2 separate regions of the Mus musculus genome follow, and region 2 is linked to region 1. A link is a contact called in public HiChIP or PLAC-seq data. All regions are on one chromosome and are shown on one strand. The core of a region is the stretch at or near the end of the contact, and the rest is flanking DNA. Distances in the headings are between cores, read along the strand shown.

The links. HiChIP or PLAC-seq counts read pairs in DNA pulled down with a chosen protein or histone mark.
Region 2: a contact with region 1 is called in an H3K27ac HiChIP or PLAC-seq map of extraembryonic endoderm stem cells. The contact joins two enhancer-like sites. A contact is called at or near these places in 2 of 484 Hi-C or Micro-C datasets (bone marrow-derived macrophages and nephron progenitors), 1 of 115 datasets of contacts at active chromatin or transcription factors (extraembryonic endoderm stem cells) and 1 of 9 other capture datasets (embryonic stem cells).

What each region holds. Positions count from the first base shown.
Region 1 is chr3:65,562,169-65,567,314 of GRCm38.p6, reverse strand. No RefSeq gene overlaps it. Among named protein-coding and RNA genes, the nearest start is that of Gm34924, 16 kb to the left of the region's middle. Within about 2 kb of position 2,889, at least 41 of the 459 cell types and tissues checked have an H3K27ac peak or open chromatin away from gene starts, as enhancers often do. A contact at or near this core is called in extraembryonic endoderm stem cells, where this site is marked.
Region 2 is chr3:65,902,412-65,907,557 of GRCm38.p6, reverse strand. No RefSeq gene overlaps it. Among named protein-coding and RNA genes, the nearest start is that of Gm35039, 23 kb to the left of the region's middle. Within about 2 kb of position 2,642, at least 100 of the 459 cell types and tissues checked have an H3K27ac peak or open chromatin away from gene starts, as enhancers often do. A contact at or near this core is called in extraembryonic endoderm stem cells, where this site is marked.

The DNA.
Region 1 (5,146 bases), core at 1,640-4,139:
CTTACCTTTATGTAATTTTGTTCAATTTATTTAAGTGGCGAGAAATGTAATGATTCCTGTGTTGATCATGTTTTATACTTTTTTTAAACCTCTTGGGAAATGTTGCTATCTTTTACCAGAAAAGGAAAAAGCTTAACAGGAAATTGTAAATAGTGGTGGCTTTTACCCTGTCAATTTACTGCCTGTTCAGAACTTAACGTCCTCTCCGTTCTTTAAGTCTGTGTGGTAGGTCCACAAGTGTGTTCATTGCCTGGACCAGTCAGCTCAGTACAGCTATGAAAATCTATCAATGACATTGGGGTCAACTCTAAGTCTCCTTCCTTCCTTCCTTCCTTCCTTCCTTCCTTCCTTCCTTCCTTCCTTCCTTCCTCCCTCCCTCCCTCCCTCCCTCCCTCCCTCCCTTCCTTCCTCCCTCATTCTCTTTCTTTCCTTTTTTTCTTTCTGAGACAGGGTCTCACTCATTATATAACTTTGGCTGGCCTATAACTAACTCTGTAGACCAGGCTAGCCTCCAACTCACAGAGATCTGATCGCCCCTGCCTACCAAATGCTGGGATTAAAGGCGTTTACTACAACACTTGGCTGATAGATGTGTTTCCAAAGAGAACAGAGTCTGCCATTATGAGCCCAGGCACAGTAGAGCAGACTGAGGCCCCACCTGCCTCTTAGCCTCCACAATTGTCCTGCAGGGGATCCCTTCCAATGGGGGAGTACTGAGGGGACTGAAATCCTGCAGTTACCCCGAGTGAAAGAAAGGGGCTCCGCAGGGGAGCCTGGAGGCATTTCACACCCTTCTTGCCTCCCAGCAAGACTTGTACACCTTAACTGGTTGCCAATCCTCTGCCAGCAGCTAAGGCTCATTGTTCTTCAATCTTTACTCTCACTGATCTCCAGTGAACACTCACGGCTTCCTCAGGTTTATTTATTCCTAACAGGACACGGAGTTGAAAACAGATCCTCCTAATAACGAATGGCCCTGCTCCCAGTACACAGAAGAGCTTCCAAGCCCTTAGTTAATGATCACGTTGGTTGTTGTTGCTTGGATTGTTTTTGTTGTGTTTAGTTTGTTGTTGCGCTGCGTTTTGGAGACAGAATCTTGCAGTTGTGTGTGTGGTTTTGCAGTTCTCACCTTTGGAATCTGCCAGGAAGCCTCTGAGAGAGTTCCACGTGTACTGTGTAGTTAAGCACCTGGTCACAGGATTTATGCACACGTGATTCCGATGCTCCTCCCAGGCCTTCTAGAAGGGCCACTTTCCCTCAGAGTTGGGCTACTTACTGCAAAACTACCCTAGAGCACTGCCTGTCAGCTGCCTGTCACTCACATTCCCACTGGGCCCCTTGCGGCCCATTGACACCTCCTAGAAGTCCAGAATGCCTTAGAACCATGTCTTGGGCCTACTTCTCTCCAAGGCCTCACTGTTTCTCTGCTTTGGTCCTTTCTGATCACTGTGGGCATGTGACACCTTAGGCATTCCAGAATTGGGCCGCCTCAGAGGCTTGAGAAGGTTTTAAAAGACCGCCCATTTTTAATAAACAGCTAACTTGTTAATGAGAGGCAGGGAGGGTAACAGGAGGAAAGGCAGGAATGATAGACAGTTGGCTGCTAAGTCAGAAATTAGCAAGCTGCCCAGCTCCTGATTGTTGTCAGTGAAACCAAAAACATTTGCTCTTTAGCTAGGATGTCTTAGAGGGTTGTTCGAGTTGTTGTTGTTTGTGTGTTTTTGAGACTGGGTTTCTAAGCCCCCACCCCCACCCAACCCCCAGGGCAGATGGCCTCTACCTGAATGCTGGAATTACAGGTGTGAGCCACTGAAAAGACTGATTAAAAAAAAAAAAAAGTCACAGCAGTGGAGATGAAAGCAGAGATCTACCTGAGCCACTGGCCAGGCCTCATACCTTTCTCAGAACACATTTTCATTCCTCTTGAGACAGGATGTGTTTATTATGCATGGGTTTTTGTTCCTCTGCTTGTTAAATAGGGGGCAAGAAAGATGGCCAAGCAGTCAAGAGTTTGTGTTGGTCCTGACTGGACCCTAGTTGAGATCCTAGCACCCGCTTCAAGGCTCACAACTAAAGAACTGTAACTCCCGTTTTGGAACCCAACATCCTCTTCTGGCCTTCGCAGGGCCTTGCATATAGTACATGTGCGTGCACACACACACACACACACACACACACACGAGTAAATCTTAGATTCTTTTCTTATTTAAGAATAATAGTTTTCTGTCAATGTATGAAAAGGTGATATAGTGAGAATCCCTGAATTTTCTTTTGTCACACTCTGCTATGACAGCCTTCAAGACTCTGTTTGTCCTGCCCTTACGCTGAGTTTTCCCATGTATTTTTATTAGTATAACGAGACCATGGCTTTCCCTTGTCTGTTTTGAAGTAGCTTTATTCATTATAAATCACCATATCAAAATATCTAGTAGTTTCCCAAATGCAGAAAGACATCAGACAGATGGGAGAGAAAAACTTAGTAATTAATTATACTCTGCCTCTCTCTCAGCTGTTGGCAGAGACCTATATAACTCAAACCCAGTGCTGCTGCTTCTCCTGAAGCGCTGAATGGTACCAGGTCGAACTCTTTTGTGGGAGTCATATGACTTCCACCTGAAGAACCTGGAAATGTGCCTACAGTCACTGGCTGCTTATAGCACCTCTGAAAGTAAATGCCTGCCACAAAAAAACATTTTGTTTCTGCTGAAGGAATGAACCCCATCAGTCCTGGGTACTTCCAGCATTTGCTGGATGAGTCTTCCCTTGAAAGAGTGAAATAAGGAGCCAGAGAAAAGAGCTCCTGTCCCAAAGGCCTGGCTGTTTCTCTCTGGCTCCCCTTAGCCTGTGTGTGCCTTTGTACAGCTGGTGGTTAGCGACATGGTCCTGTGTTTACACACGGGTAGCCTGAAAAGGCCGAGCAGTGAGCAAGCTGCACCGGGGCTGGCCACCCATCTCAGTGCATTTATTTGTCCTTTCAACTGACACAGACTTTCCAAACACTGATTCACATACTTCCCTTGGAGATAGGCACACAATGTCAAATTCCTGCCTTGTCAGAGATGAAACAGATGCAGGGGGTCAGGTGGTGGTCCAGGGCCACACAGCAAGTATGCTAGTCACAGAGTCCAAAAGTACTCAGGCTAGGCTCAGGTTCCTCTGATCCCAAGCCTAACTGTGCCCTGTCCTCTGGATAGCACACCCAAATGGCCTGTCTCCTAAGCAACGTGGGCACACATTTACTGAAAGTACCACTGGCTGAGTGCAGCGTCTGTGCTTGCCAAGGGCTTTGGTTCTGTGTTGGACTTTTTGAGAGCTAGCAATGGGAGCTTCTGAAGGCCAGGGAGGAAAATGTTTCTTGATTGTTGTAGCCCAGCACCTACACCTGTGCCTGGTATACAATAGAGACTCAATAAACACTAGATGAATGGTAAATCGTCACTGAATTCTGTTAATCATTGGAACTCGAAGCTGAGCCTTGCCTGCCTGACACCTTTGTGAGTCTTCAAGGGCATTTAAAAAGACTTTTTTTGTGTGTCTGCATGTGGTGACATATACCTATAATCCTAGCACTTGAGATCATGAGGCAAGAAGATTGCAAGTTCCAGGTCAGCTCTGTCTTGATAAGTAAATACATACAAATAAAATTTAAAACAAACAAACAAATAAAATTTAAAAACCAGGCTCTTAATTGAGCCTCTCTGAAGAGAGCAGAGATGACTGCTTCTAGAATGATCTCTATGTGCTATACATAAGGACTGGAGCCACACATAAGGACATAGAAGCCGGCTGCTTAGATCCCGCTCGGACAGAAGAAAGCATCAGACCTCCTCATGACCTTACAGTAGCTTCTTAAATGCAGCTTCACTTCAGAAGTAGCAGATAGCTACAGCCACACGGCTGCCCACGGGTCCTAGACAGAACGGTTACATAGAGGAGCAGCTATGTCCCTATCTGCACTTACAGCCCAAGCTGAGCTTAGGCACAGAGTCCTGTGAGCAGTCCATCTAAGAACTGACATTGTTACGCCACGAAGTCAGGCTTGGCAAAATGAGGCTTGTGAGACACTCTCCTAGGCAGAGGGTCTGGTCATGGAAATGGCCTTGGCTCCTCTGGAACTCATCACAGTATGCCCATCCCACCTGGCAGTCTGTGCTCCCTTGGTCTTTCTCCCTGCACTAATTACGTTACTTAGGAAGACACTTCTTATTTCCCAAGCAGAAAACTAAAGGCAAATAGATGAATTTCTAAATCATTGAAAAGTACAGTTTTACTCTGTTTTCTCTGGGGGAATGAGAGTTTTTTACCCTAGAGGCCACGCTGGCCTGAAACTCACAGTTAGCCTCCTTTCTCAGGTTCCAAGAATGCAGTGACAAGCAGGGGCTACCACACCCAGCCACATGCTTGAAACTCTATAAGGAAATGTGTTGGGAGATCTTAAGTGGGACAGAATTCCAGTATTGCTTCTTTTCAGTATCTAGTACATTGTGTAACCACAAGTACACAGTCCCTTTTTTCATTGAGATATATGTTATAAAATGTCTGCAAAGTATCAGGAACCCTCCGGATCAGTTTTGGAAATCACATGCTGCCTGTAGAGTGCACCCCATCTCTACGCTGTATTTTCTTTCCAAGTTTGGAGAAGACACTCGCTCAAGTGCTGAGGTCTGGAGGATCTAGAATTTTGTATTACTCTTCTGAAGAAGGCCCGATCCTTTCTCACTGTTAACATTGAGGCGTTTCTAGCCAAAGAGCCCGGGCCTACTAAGAATCATTGATAGACCCAGAGAAATCCTTTGGAGCCAGCTGCCTCATGTCTGTCCCACACAAGATCACCCAGTGCCACCACATTCTCTTGGAGGCAGTTCACACGGGTCCCTGGGTTGCTGAGGTTAAAGATGGCAAAGGCCACTAAGAAATTCCCATCATTGTATGCTTGAGAATGTATGCCCAACCAGGAAGGAGCGGAGCGCTGACAGATGAGGCTGTCATTATGGAGACAGCCCTTTGCTGGCTGCTCTTTCCTTGATCTTCAAACGTGAGACTGACTTCAGAATCTCTGAATAGCGGGGCTTGGAAACAGCCACCGAGCTGGTGTGGCTGCTACTCGGCCTCCAGAGCTGCTCTGTAACACTGCGTTACATAACCT
Region 2 (5,146 bases), core at 1,393-3,892, 340 kb before region 1:
AACTATCGAGACATATATCTGTCAAGGTTCCTGGCACCAAAAGTTTGGTGTTCAAAACATACCATATTGATTAGTACCATGTACCTAAGGTTTCACAGTTATCTGAAGGGGAAACAAGAAACTCACCAGAACCATTCTGTGTACCTAGTAGGCACTGTATAGTGCTTACTGCATATCTCTCACGTTTCCATGGATCAATCTTGGCCTTAACCCAGACCCTGCATTTGAATCTACATTTGCTAGCTGGGCATGTGGACTTTCAGGAACATGTCACATTCAAGTTCTAGTGAGTGGTGAGAGAGTTCCGAGTTAGTGTTGCATGGACTAGACCAAAAAGCCTCATGGCTTTTATCCTAAGTACTGATTTACCTCCCAGGTTTAGGTCTCAGCTAAAAAGAACCTGTTTTTATTCTGATTAAACAACTATGATCGAACTCATGTTTTAAAAATAGAGACTTTGACAAGAGCATAATTTTCAGGAAGTGTTTTTAGAATTTTAAAAATTGTAGTAAGCTTGGGGATACAGCATTTAAAGCTTTTATTCCCCCCTTTCCTTTCCCTCCCCTCCCCTCCCCTCCCCTCTACTTTTCTCTTCTCTTCTCTTCTCTTCTCTTCTCTTCTCTTCTCTTCTCTTTTCTTTTTTTCTTTTTTTGCTACAAGGTTTCTCGACATAACCGGACTGTCTTGCAATTTACTGTGGATTGGTTCTGTGCACCACATGCCTGATTCCTGGTTTTTTGTTTGTTTCTGGTTTTACTTTTTTTAATTTGTTTTAATTGACTGTACTGTAAAGTCCCCTCCACAATATCCTAGTACTGTTTCACTCTCTACTGACTTTCACTTAAATATCTTTAGCACTATATTTTATGTGTATTTTGACAGAAGATGAGTGAAAACCAGATATCCTTTTAGAAATTGTGGGCCTGAGGTCTGGCTCTGTTGTGCAGTGTGTGTGAACCTTGGGTCTCCACTATTTTGTCTGGTAGTTTCTTCATGATTAGGACATGAGTTCTGCATGGAATTGGTTGAAACAGGTCTAGGCAACATGATGCTGACCATGAATTTTTTAGGAATTTATTAAGCGCCTGCCATTTGTTCAGCTTTCAGTAGGAAGTCTAGTGGGAGTTAGAGGGCTTGGGGTCTTTAGGAGGAAGGCTGGAGTTTTCCTAGAAGAGATAACGCCCACATCGAGGAACAACTAGGGACCAATTTCCACTCAAGAGCTTCGATAAGTCCATCCAGAGTGACTCAGGCAAAAAACAAATGGGAACGCTCAAGAGACAACAATCACCGAGAAATGGGAGGGAGTTGAAATCCGATTTCCTGCGCCTTAGTGTTCTATTTCTCTTTAGTCTTGGACACAACGTCTTGGATAGTAACAACCTGAAACAAAACTGCTTGAAGCTAGCTGGAGCCAGGCATTTTCCTAGCAGCACATTCCAGCCCTGGAACTGTCTGAATTCTAAATCTCCATTATCCCGTTCAGTTTCCAGCAGCCTTTTGCAAGCCCTGTGCCTTAGACTCTGTGTGCCTCAGACAGCCTGGACAAGGCCCAGATTGTGTGAAGAGTTCTCAGTGGGCACAGGGTACAAATGGTGGGAGGGGAACTGCTGGGGGGGAATGTTCCTGCCGAGCCATCCTCTGTAGATGGCCTCTAGGAGGTCAAATCCCGAGTCAGAACTAGCCTGAGTGTTGTTCATGCTTGGTGCTGGGGTGAGGGCGTTTGGGTGTGTGTGTGTGTGTGTGTGTGTGTGTGTGTGTGTGTGTGTGTGTGTTAGGGGGAAGCAGCTGATAATGCCAGTGGGCATTTTTGTCTGAGCCTCACCCCACAAGAACTTTAACTTCCTGTTTGTTACATTCTCTTCCAGCAGAAAGAAAGAAACTGCAGTAGACTATCTATCCCAATCTCAAATGTGAAATGAACAAACAATCAAATGCTGTCTGGATCATGAAGCTAGAAACAGAGGTTTGAGAGGCCCCAGTGAGAGTTTAATAAGTGCTGCCTGGAAGAGTGTTGATTTGGAAACTCTTGGCAGCATTGATGACTTCCTTAACAACGGAAGGAAAATGGACCAGGGTTTTTTTTTTTTTTTTTTTTTTCCAGAGTTTAGCAGCACAGCCAGGAGAAAGAGAATGTCTCCCTCATCCGCGCTGCTAATTTCCTGTTGGAGAAGGTCTCCCTCACCCCTGCCAACTGACTGTGTGTTCTTGGGCACAGCCTTTATCTCTGGGTCTCAGTCTTCCCATCTGTAGAATGAAGAAGTGTCAGCCCAGGAAAGTTGGAAGGTTCTTTCCTGCCTGATATCCTGAATCTGTGCAAGTCATTTTCAGCTCTGCTAAATTATGCATTGCTCCACTGAGAGGGAGGGAGAGGGAGAGGGGGAGGGGGAGGGGGAGGGGGAGGGGGAGGGGGAGGGGGAGGAGGGGAAGAGGGAGGGAGAGGGGGAGAGAGAGAGAGAGAGGGAGAGAGAGAGAGAGAGGGAGAGAGTGAGAGAGAAGGAGAGAGCGAGCTAACTTTGTGCAAGAGATGAATAACATGCACAGCTAGACTTTCTGATTAAGTGGGGCTCAGCACCTCGATGCACTGTGCTTAGCTGGGATGATGAGTCTCTGCCTGAGGGAAGACAGAGCTATTTTGAGGCAGGGCTGATTAGAGATAAGGTGTTGCATTTCTTTGCCAAATTCTGGCCATGACTCACCCAAAGCTCTTAGGCTTAAAGCTTAACCCTTGATGAATGGATGTAAGCTAACCTGCTCCTCACACTCCAGCTCTGTCTGTCCGTTAAGAGCACCTTTGACCTCTCCTTGTTTAGAGAGCACCTCCGAGGCGAAGCTCGTGTTTGTAATCTCTCTCCCTGACATCTTCTCTCCTTTGCTCTTTTCTGTTACTCGGTCTTCTGAGTTATATAAAAGGGATCAACTTCAAAATCCTCTTAAATAAATCCAGCCACCCTGTTAGGTAAGGGGATGGAAGTGTCACAAGATGCTTGGAAGGGGAAAATACTTCTGCATCTAAAAAGCCTGGAACATGAGCAAGCTATGCAACTGACCAAGAAAGAGACCACTAGGTTTATGTTACTTTGAAAGCCAACAAAATTAAATCAAGGGGCAGCTACGACGTTATAGAATGCTTCAGTGGGCTGTTCCCACTCTTTACAATCTTACTATGTTATCTTTAACCTGTTTGTTTATGTTTTGGCTTGACACCGAGGAAAACCCCTGTGGCAGTTTGACAGGACAGGGTTAGGACTGGGGCTTACACGGCTCCTGATTTTATACAGTTGCTTTGGTCCTAACAAGCAACATGCAGAAGGAATTTTTAAAATTGACTCAGATTTCAGAAACCCTTCAGGGAGTTCATTCCTTTAAAAACAGCCTGTACCTCAGCCCTTTCTAAGGAGAACAATCATAGCTCTGTTTGCTTTGGAAAAGGCTTTTTTAAAAAACCAAAAAAAAAAAAAAAATAAAAAAATAAATAAATAAAAAACCTTATTTTTGAGGGACATAACTCAATGTGGCAAATGATATTGTTTTATTAATTAATTAATTTGCCTCCTGACTTCTGTCTCCCCTCCCTCCTCTCCTCTGAGTTTCTCACCCACCACTACCCCTCCTAACCATCCATTCCTTCTGCCTTTCTCTTCTGAGAAGTGGAGGCCTCCCATGGATATCAACCAACCCCGGTATGTCAGGTTGGAGAAAGACTAGGTGCATCTTCTCCTATTGAGGCTAGATGAGGCAGCCCAGTAGGGGAAAAGGGTCCCAAAGGCAAGCAACAGAGTCAGCTCCTACTGTTAGGAAGACCAAGCTACACAACTATAACCTATGTACGGAGGGCCTAGGCCAGTCCCATGCAAGCTCCTTGGTTGGCTGTTCAGTCCTATGAACCCTGGTGGACCCAGGTTAGTGATTTTGTAGGCTTTCTTGTGATGTCCTTGACCGCTTTGGCTCCTACAATCTTTCTTCCCCCTCTTCTGCAGGATTCCACAAGTTCTACCGAATGTTTGACTGTGGGTCTCTGCATCTGTTTCCATCAGTTGCTAGGTGAAGCCTCTCTGATGATGGTTATGCTATGCTCCTGTCCCAGCACATCTTGTAGGTAGGATGAATTGCATGTGGAAGGTTTTGCATTTGGATTGGTGTCCCAATGCCTCCACTGGAAGTCTTGCCTGGTTACAGGAGATGGCCAGTTCAGGCTCCATATCCTCCATTGCTAGGATCTAAGTTAGTGTCACCCTCGTAGATTCCTTGGACTGTTCTTGCCCTAAGTTTCTAGCTGGTCCCAGAGATGCCCTCCCCGTTCTAGTTGTCTCTCCCAGTACTCTCTCCTCCTGTCTTCTCTCTCACATGATCTGTCCTGTTTCCGTCTCCCCTCTGTCTAGTCTGCCATCCCACCCCAACCACCCATGATCTCTATTCTATTTCTTCTTTTCAGTGAAATTCATGTGATTCCCCCTTAATCACTCTTTGTTACTTACCTTCTTTGGGTCTGTGGATTGTAGCATGGTTATTCTTTATGGTTAATGCCACTTATAAGAGAGTACTTACCATGTTTGTCCTTCTGGCTCTGGGTCACCTCACTCAGAATGATCTTTTCTAGTTCTACCTCTTACCCACACATTTCATGAAGTTATTGTTTTTAATAGCTGAGTGATACTACATTGTGTAAATGTACCATGTTTTCTTTGTCTGTTCTTTGGCTGAGGAACCTCTAGGTTGTTTCTGGTTGTTATGAATAAAGCTGCTGCGAACATAGTTGAGCAAGTAGTCCTTGTCGTATGGTGGAGCACCCTTTTGGGTATATGGCCCAGAGTGGTATAGCTATTCCCAATTTTTCTGAGAAACTGCCAAATTGATTTCCAAAGTGGCTGTACAAGTTTGCCCTCCAGCAATAGAGGAGTGTCCCCCTTGTTCCACATCTTTACCAGCATGTGCTGTCTCTTGAGATTTTAATCACTAACCATTTTGACAGGTATAAGATTGACTCTTGGAGTCATTTGATTTGCATTTTCCTGATGGCTAAAGATGTTGAATATCTCTTTAAGTGCTTCTCAGCCATTAGAGATTCCTCTGTTGGAGAATTCTCAATTTACATCTTTACCCCATTTTTTAATTGGGTTACTTGGTTTGTTGATGTCTAATTTCT